2 separate regions of the Rattus norvegicus genome follow, and region 2 is linked to region 1. Evidence: chromatin contacts called from public Hi-C data. All regions are on one chromosome and are shown on one strand. The core of a region is the stretch at or near the end of the contact, and the rest is flanking DNA. Distances in the headings are between cores, read along the strand shown. Region 1 has its middle 220 kb from the start of Thbs1. Region 2 has its middle 89 kb from the start of Thbs1.

Region 1 (3,696 bases), core at 83-2,582:
TCTTATAACCTTTGGATTTAGTGTTCCCTTAGATTCCAAGTATACCAGAATTTACAAACTGAGCTAATTCTACACAGGAGTTTTAATACTTAATAGAGCTGAATTCTTCTTGAAAGATGAGGTAAAGATATTACCAGAGAAATTGGGGTTCTCTCAAAATGGACAGAAGGAAATTTAGAAGGGAACCAGGTAGGCAGGCTCTATTCTCAGAAGCTGCCAAGAAAAAGGAGATGTGGCATTGAAAGCCATGCCCTGTGGGTCAGGATCCAAGAAATCCAACATGTTCAGTAATGGAGGTTGGTAAGCACCTGCATGGCAGAAGGGGAAACAAAGGTGAGAGAGACAAAGTGTCAAAGAGTGCTTAGGTTCTGGTCAGTGTCTAGAAGAGGAAAAGATAGAAGGAAGAAATCAGGTGATTGTCAGACCCAAATGGGTTAGCTTTTATGGGAAGAGACCAAAATATATAATGTTCTAATCTTCAAAGCAGATCAGAAGGTTGGAGGTATTCCTTTCATTTGACTAGGGTGGCTAAAGAAATGCAGTTGTGGTAGTTTTCTTTTTCAGTTTTACCAGGAAAGCAGGAAAAAGTAGGATCCAAACCCAACCAGGAAAGAAGTCTGTCTTCAATAACCTTCAAGGCTACTAACTCCTATGTCTCTATTTAGCAAAAGTACATCATTTTGAGGAATCAACTACCTCAGTTAGGACCCAAGGATTTAAACTGGTCACTGACGCTCACTGTGTCTGTTGTCTAGCACATACTAGGTATGTCCTTCTTTTTCTGCTCTACACCCCTGGGACTTACATTTAGGTGCTCAAATTAAGTTACTGTATCCTTTTGTCTGTGAGCCTACACTAACTCTAAATTCATCAAACAAACAAACAAGCAAAACTGACGTAAATGTTTTTGTTAACAGATATCTTCGAGATTAAATTGCTGGTTCCAGGCAGGATTTTGACAGTATCAAAATCTTGTGGATTTGTGTCAGATATAACACCATTGATGTATAGAAAGCCCTCAGTGTGTAAGGTCCTTAGTGAATGTGTACTGTTGACATTACCATGGCAGATCCTAGCCCCGAACCCAGAGGGTAATGGCCAACCATTCCCTTTTGGCCCATGTATGGATATTGACAGTCTTGTTTAGCTATATGCAAATATCCAGTTTCTTTGTTCAACTCTATATAAGCACAGCGAGCTTCCTACATTCTGTGGTTTCTCTAGTGAAGTGCCCAATCCATCTGCCTGATTCACAGATATTTCTGTGTGTTTGTATGTTAGACTGCTCTTCATTCTCTTATTCATTGCCTTAGTCAGGTCAAATCCCTGGAGCTGTGCACAGACACACACTGATACATTCAGACTGAAGAAAGGATTCTTCCAGACAGCCCCTACTATACAGTCACATTCTATTCTGTCTACTCGCCATGCATATTGTGTAACTATCCATGTGATGGCTAGCTCTTCTGCTTGCAAGCCAAACTTGACCCTCTCCATTTTGTATGCTTGAGAAATTTGGCTTTGAATTTTCTTATGCTGGGCTTCCCTTCCTCCAGAGAGCACTCAGAGATTAAGATGCCACGAAGATATAGAGGAAGGAGCAAATAAACCAAGACATTCCACTTAAAATAGGAATGTGAAAATCCAATGAATGTGCGATCCAAGAGTCCAAGTAAAGAAAGTATTCGAAGAATGAGGGAGGGGGCAATGATGTGGAACGTGGCTAGTAGATGGGGTGAGATTAAGACGTACAGCTATTAGATAGATTTAGCAATATGGACTTGGTTAGTTTAGAACACTAATCTCATTCTCTCTTTAATTTTTATAAAATCTCCGTGAAGATGCAGTCTTTAATTTTTACATTTTATTTTTCAAATGAAGAACTTGAGAGTCAGGAGATATAAACTGTTCAAATTGATGTCAATGGAAAACTGACAGAATTTACATCTGAACCCCAGTTTTCTAATTTTACCTTTCATTATCTTTCATATCAGGTATATGCAATTTACTTTGCTTTTAAATCATATATTCTTTTTATAAGAGTTCACATTTTAAGACCCATTCTACCTTTTGACTATAAAGTTTTGCACACATTTCTGAGCTGTCTGTGTCAGGAATATTCTGAGATTAGTTTCAGGAATTCTTTCTCCTACCTGAGAATGAAACATGGCTTGAATATAACCATGGTCCACACTCAAACCTCGAGAATCCATCAAGGTTTTGTGGAAAGTAGAATGATATGGAAAATCAAGTAAACCCTTTCCCTCATCACAGCTGAACTCTCTGAGCGGACTTCTGAGAAGGTCCATGCAGGGTAACAAGGGACACTCAGGATTCTAAGCAACTCCATGGGTATTTTGTTGTTCTGGGGCTCACAAACTCAATGATTCTTGAATAAGCAAAACCCAGGAATAAGATCAGATTGAGTCCCCACTGTTTCTCTTCTGTGCATACTCTGTCAAGGCCACTTCAATTCTATTTACTACCTCCCTAGTTTAAGAGGATCCCGAATATGCTTGAACATATCAGTGCACTTGCAGAGGGTTTAGAGAGAATCCCTGCACAATATTTAAGTGCTGATATTTAGGTGCTACATTGAGTGGTTCTTTTGTAACTCACTGAATAGCATCTTATAGACAAAATACTCCAGTGAGAATAGCCCACAGTCTGCTGGCATCACTGCTCAGTATCACCAGTTACTAAGCACAGCAACTGTTCCAAAGCTCTTCCAAAAGTCTCAAGAGCAGGAGACACATCCTGTCTCATTAGATGAAGCTAGCATTACCTTGCTACCAAAACATGACCAGAAAACAATAATAAAAGAAAGCTACAGGTTGATATTGCCACTGAACATAGATAAAAAAAATCCTCAAAAAACCAAACCAACTAACCAAGCAAGCAAGCAAACAAACAAACAAAAATTCCAGCTGGGATCAAAAATCAAACTGGGATATGGGGAGGATTAAACACATGCAGGTCAGTGAACTCAAAGTGCTGCATCAGCAGAATGAAGGACCAAAACTTCTGGTTATATCAGAAACTACAGAGAAAACATTGGACAAAGTTCAACATTCTTTCATCTTATGATTAAAAAGCCTCAGCAAATTAGCAATGAAAATGACTACATAGTACAAGCCCAGGGCTAACATCCAACTCAACAATAGAAATTTTGAAAGCTTTCCTTTTAAAACCAGGAACAAAACAAGCATGTCCACTCTTGCTGTTTCGATTCACCATAGACCTAGAAGTTAGAGTCATTACAATTAGTCAAGAGAAGGAAAGAAAAGGCATCTAGGGGCTAGAGTTTTAGCTCAAGGAATAAAACAGTTGTTTAGCATGTGCAAGACCTAACTTTTGACCTACAGTACCAGGTAAAAATGCAAATTTTATTAGTTCACTAAATAAAATGACTGAATATGGTAAGGAAACCCACATGTAGTCACAGCAATCCAATATCAGAATGGCCTTTATTGGCCTATCTTTCTCAGGTTTCTTCAATGTTGGTAACTTGCTTTATTTGTCATGGTATTGTAATGATTTCTTAGAAGAAACATGTTAAACTTGTCAATAAATTTAATCAAGTTCCAAATTACAGAATCACTTCACAAATGTATCAGCCTGATATGCACAAGGAAAGAACAAAATTTCAGAAAAGGTCTAGAACACAAACCCATTTATAATAATTACAAAATAAAT
Region 2 (4,058 bases), core at 238-2,737, 130 kb before region 1:
CCGGGAAAGGGAATAACACTCGAAATGTATATAAGAAATACTCAAGTTAATAAAAAAATAAATAAATAAATAAAAAAAAACAGGTTATAAAGAAGTCTGAGCCTTCTCGGTGGTTTTAGGAAGGTAATTGGATAGTTCTAGAATCCACCTTGATGGGAAAAGCATAATATTTAACAACATTTTTTTGAGCTCCAAGTAGGTTTGAGACCTCTTTGACCCTCAACTCTTTCTTCTGTTCCAGGGAGAGAACGTAATGTGATTTTTTTTTCTTTATACTGTTTATCAGTTTTCAAAATAAATGTCTGCATGTGCTTTCTCTAAAGAAAACCTGTCTTTCTCTTCAGTTTCATAGGGATGGATCATTTTAGCATTGCTCTCTGTTGGACCCTTGGAAAATGATGACTTGGAAATGAAAAGTGTGTAGAATATCTCCGTAGATTGAAGCAGAGGAATGGAAACTATTCTATGCAATGAGTACCTGGTGCAGTGAATTTTCTGCTATCAGTTACGTGTAGACAGGATGAGAAGCTATTCAATACTCCTAAGGTCATCTCTTTTCTTCCAAAAAGCCTACTCACTCTAGTCCTGGTGGGGCCCGGCAGAATATGCAAAGTCCAAGGGCTAGTAGTTAATGCCCTATCGTCTAGAGAACTCTACCAGGTCTCTGGGAATACAGGGTCAAGCCGTTGATATTTGGAGGAACTTTTTCTCCATATTAGCAGGGCACAGCTCAAGTGATAGACTTTGGAAGTACAGTGTTGGGGCCCTGGATTATTTCCACACCATGTAAAAGGAGGATTGTGAGACACATTCTCATGTCTACACACCTCACTAAACTAGAATATGCCACTACTTAGAAGCTCATTCATTCAGTTCACATCGTGGCTTAATGCGGATTCTCGGAATTGGTTTACTTGGAGGTATCTAAGTCCCTTTTATTCTCCTTGAGTTTTGGTGTAATGATAGGAGGCAAAGAAATGGCTGGAGGCATTTCCCTGGAGCCCTCTGCATTGTGAGCATTTACTGTCTGATTAGCTCATGGAGGCACAGCTGTGAGCAGGCTGTCTGCATGCCCCAGAGCAAAGGAGGAGAAGGCTTCCTGTGAACTTCAGAACACATGTTGGGGTGGAAAGGACTTTTCATTCATTTAGAGTTCTTTTGCTCCCAAATAAGTGGCTGTAAATGGAGAGGAAGGGATATGATGTGTGACTAATTTCCCAGGGGCACCTAAATATCTCTACTTTTGACCCTAGTGTCTTGCCTCCCCCATGTCCCCACTGAAAGGCTCATAGAAGCTTTATTACAAGGTGGGTGTTTGTGAGCCAGCTCAGGATGGGGACTAAGTGCGCCGCCCAGCAGGGGCATTCTTTCCATGATGCTCAGTCAGTAGTCTGTGATCTAAGGGAACAGGCAGTATGTACTGGGTTGATCCAGCCAAGGAAGTAACAGTGTGGCCTTATAAGGCTGTGGTTCCGGCGGAAGCAAGACTGTCTCTCCTCCATCGGAAAGCATTCCCAGATGACATCTGTGGTTTTTCCAACACACAGTCGGCCTCCTTGGCTCCTTGCACTGCTTTGGTTGTGCAATTGGGACTTGGCAGGTTCTTTGTCCTGTGAAATCTGTACATTTTCAACTCTGACATCTCAAAAATAGTCACTGAATCATTTTTATCAGGGTGGTTTACCGTAAAGCAGAAACTTTCTCCTCCAAGGAAACTTTCTTTTTACTAACTAGAAACACAATGATTTCTGATGTAAGGAGGGTGCGTGGAAAGAGGGCTGACTTCAGGATTGGAATAGCCCAGGTTCTGTTCTAGGCTTCCCTCTTTTCTTTTACAGGAACTTGAGGTTATTTAGGGCCTTGGTTTAATCTTCTGTAAGGTGTAGAAAAGAGTGGACTGAGAAATGTGAAGATTAGATATAATGTAAGCTAAGTGCTAGATGAACGGCTGGGCTCAGTACATGTTATGTGAAAGAATGTGTGGTATAAGCATGGAGTAGTGATGTTCATATTGTCAAAGTGAGGCTGGTGATATAAATTGTATATTTAAGGCATATAAGCAAGCACCTTGGCCCTCATCAAATCATACATGCACACAGACACACCACTTTTGTATACATACGTATGCACATTGGCTTTGGAAACCTGGACTTTACTTTTGATGAGTTACTTGCTTCTGAGGCCAAGATTATGAGTCTGTGAGTTAGTCCTCAGCCCTCTGTGTTTGTAGCTGTCTGGGAATGTCTGTGTTGTGTTCTCCTGATAGCCACAGAGAATGTCCCAAGGCACTTTGGGCTATCAAGGGTTGGCAGGTATAATCAGAAGACATTGCTTCTAACTTCCATTGATGTCTGAGGTCTGAAGATAAGAGTTGGTCTGAATTCTAGCTTTTGACGTATGAGAGGGTTTTTTCCTCTAAGTCTTGGAATATTATGTTATCATCACAGCATCTGTGTTGTTTCCAACTGGGTTTATGACTGACTTTCTTTGGCACAGTGAGAAAAGTCATGATTCTTTCCTCTACAAAGTCTCCCTGACATGATATTGGCCACTAGCTTCCTAACACACTTAAAGACTTATTATCTAATAATTGTGAAATACAAACAAATCAACGTATGCAACAAAACAAAAAGCTGCTGGAGACAAACTCGTAATTTGCCTTTTAAATTCTTTAGTCAGTAGATGTTTGAAGCCTCTCTATTGCAGTACTGGGTGGGGAAGACACGAAGGTTTCCAAGTGTGTATGTACAGAAAGGTCAGCACTTCACTTCAGAAACAGCCAATGGTAATGTAGAGAATGGGTTGGAGGGGCATGCGTCTGGAAGCTGAGAGGGTAGGAATGTGCTGTGAAAGAGAGGGCATAGAGTCAATGTTGGCAAAGAAAATAAGAAGAGGTGATATACTGAAAATATTGCTTCAGATAGAATGTGGAAAGCTGCGATAGCATTCACCGTTACAAGATGGCGCTGGCTTCCGCTGCGCCAGCCTGACTTCCTTTCAGGAAACTAGCTGTGTGCGCATGTGCAAGAGTATGTTCTCGCCAAGTCTTTGCCCACCCCGGGGCGTGCCAATGAGATCATGGGTAAGCGACCAATCAGGCGTGGACACTCCACATTAGGGTGTATATAAGCAGCGCCATTCTGGGGCTCGCTCTCTTCCTCTTTAAGATGCAATAAACGCTTTGCTGCAGAAGGATCCTGGTGTCCGCGCGTCGTTCTTGTTGGCGAGACGTTGGGCATGCGACAGATAGAAAAATTGGGCCTTGGTATTCTGAGACAGAAAGAAGAAAGAAAGGTGGAAGACAGGATGATGCTTGGTCTTCTAACTTGAGAAGACAGTTAAATGGCAGTCATATTTACTGAAGCAGAAAGTCAAAGAGGGCCAGGCTGGTGGAAAGAGGCACCCCTATTGAAAACTGAGACGGTTACATATCTACTGGTGATGTTGTGTACCTAGTTGGATATCCAGACCTGAAGCTCTGGAGACTTGTTTTCTAAGTTTTGAAGTTATCAGCACAAGGCTGTCATTTAATTCATGGGGATTCATTCACTAAAAGGGCTTGATTAACAAGTGGAGAGACACCTCTGGAGAGTCCGTGTATTAAAGTTGGTCAAGGGGGGAGAAATTACAAAAGGAGAGGGAAGAAAAACAGACAGAGGAGGAGGATGAAGTAAGGATGGAGAAGTCAAGGTTTCAACACAAGACGCTGGTCATCTCAGATGGAGAATGAGAGTTTTTTGTGGGGTTTACATGAGAATTGCTGTTTATTTTTGCAAGAGCGATTTAAGTGGAATAGTGCTGATGAATGGCAGAGATAAGTGGGCCACTGAGGATATGGGAGGTGAACAGATGGACAGATGTGTGGGGGTGAAGACCCAGGGCAGAACTAGAAGTGCACGTGGGGCAGAGCAGACTTGGAAAGCTTCACTTTCATTTTGTTATTTTAAGGCAGAGATGCTTTGTGGGTGATGATGCTACTGAGATGTCGATGTTTGGGAGAAGTTAAGCCGTGGGAGAGGTTCCTAGAAGAGAGGAAGGATCTAGAGATCCATGCTCCA

The links. Hi-C and Micro-C count contacts between places; a contact is called where the count stands out from the background.
Region 2: a contact with region 1 is called in a Hi-C map of the A7r5 cell line, with 5 times the contacts expected there. The contact joins two enhancer-like sites. A contact is called at or near these places in 2 of 12 Hi-C or Micro-C datasets (the A7r5 cell line and mammary epithelial cells).

The regions. Positions count from the first base shown.
Region 1 is chr3:125,286,802-125,290,497 of GRCr8, reverse strand. No RefSeq gene overlaps it. Among named protein-coding and RNA genes, the nearest start is that of Thbs1, 220 kb to the left of the region's middle. Within about 2 kb of position 1,332, at least 7 of the 93 cell types and tissues checked have an H3K27ac peak or open chromatin away from gene starts, as enhancers often do. A contact at or near this core is called in the A7r5 cell line, where this site is marked.
Region 2 is chr3:125,419,515-125,423,572 of GRCr8, reverse strand. No RefSeq gene overlaps it. Among named protein-coding and RNA genes, the nearest start is that of Thbs1, 89 kb to the left of the region's middle. Within about 2 kb of position 1,487, at least 16 of the 93 cell types and tissues checked have an H3K27ac peak or open chromatin away from gene starts, as enhancers often do. A contact at or near this core is called in the A7r5 cell line, where this site is marked.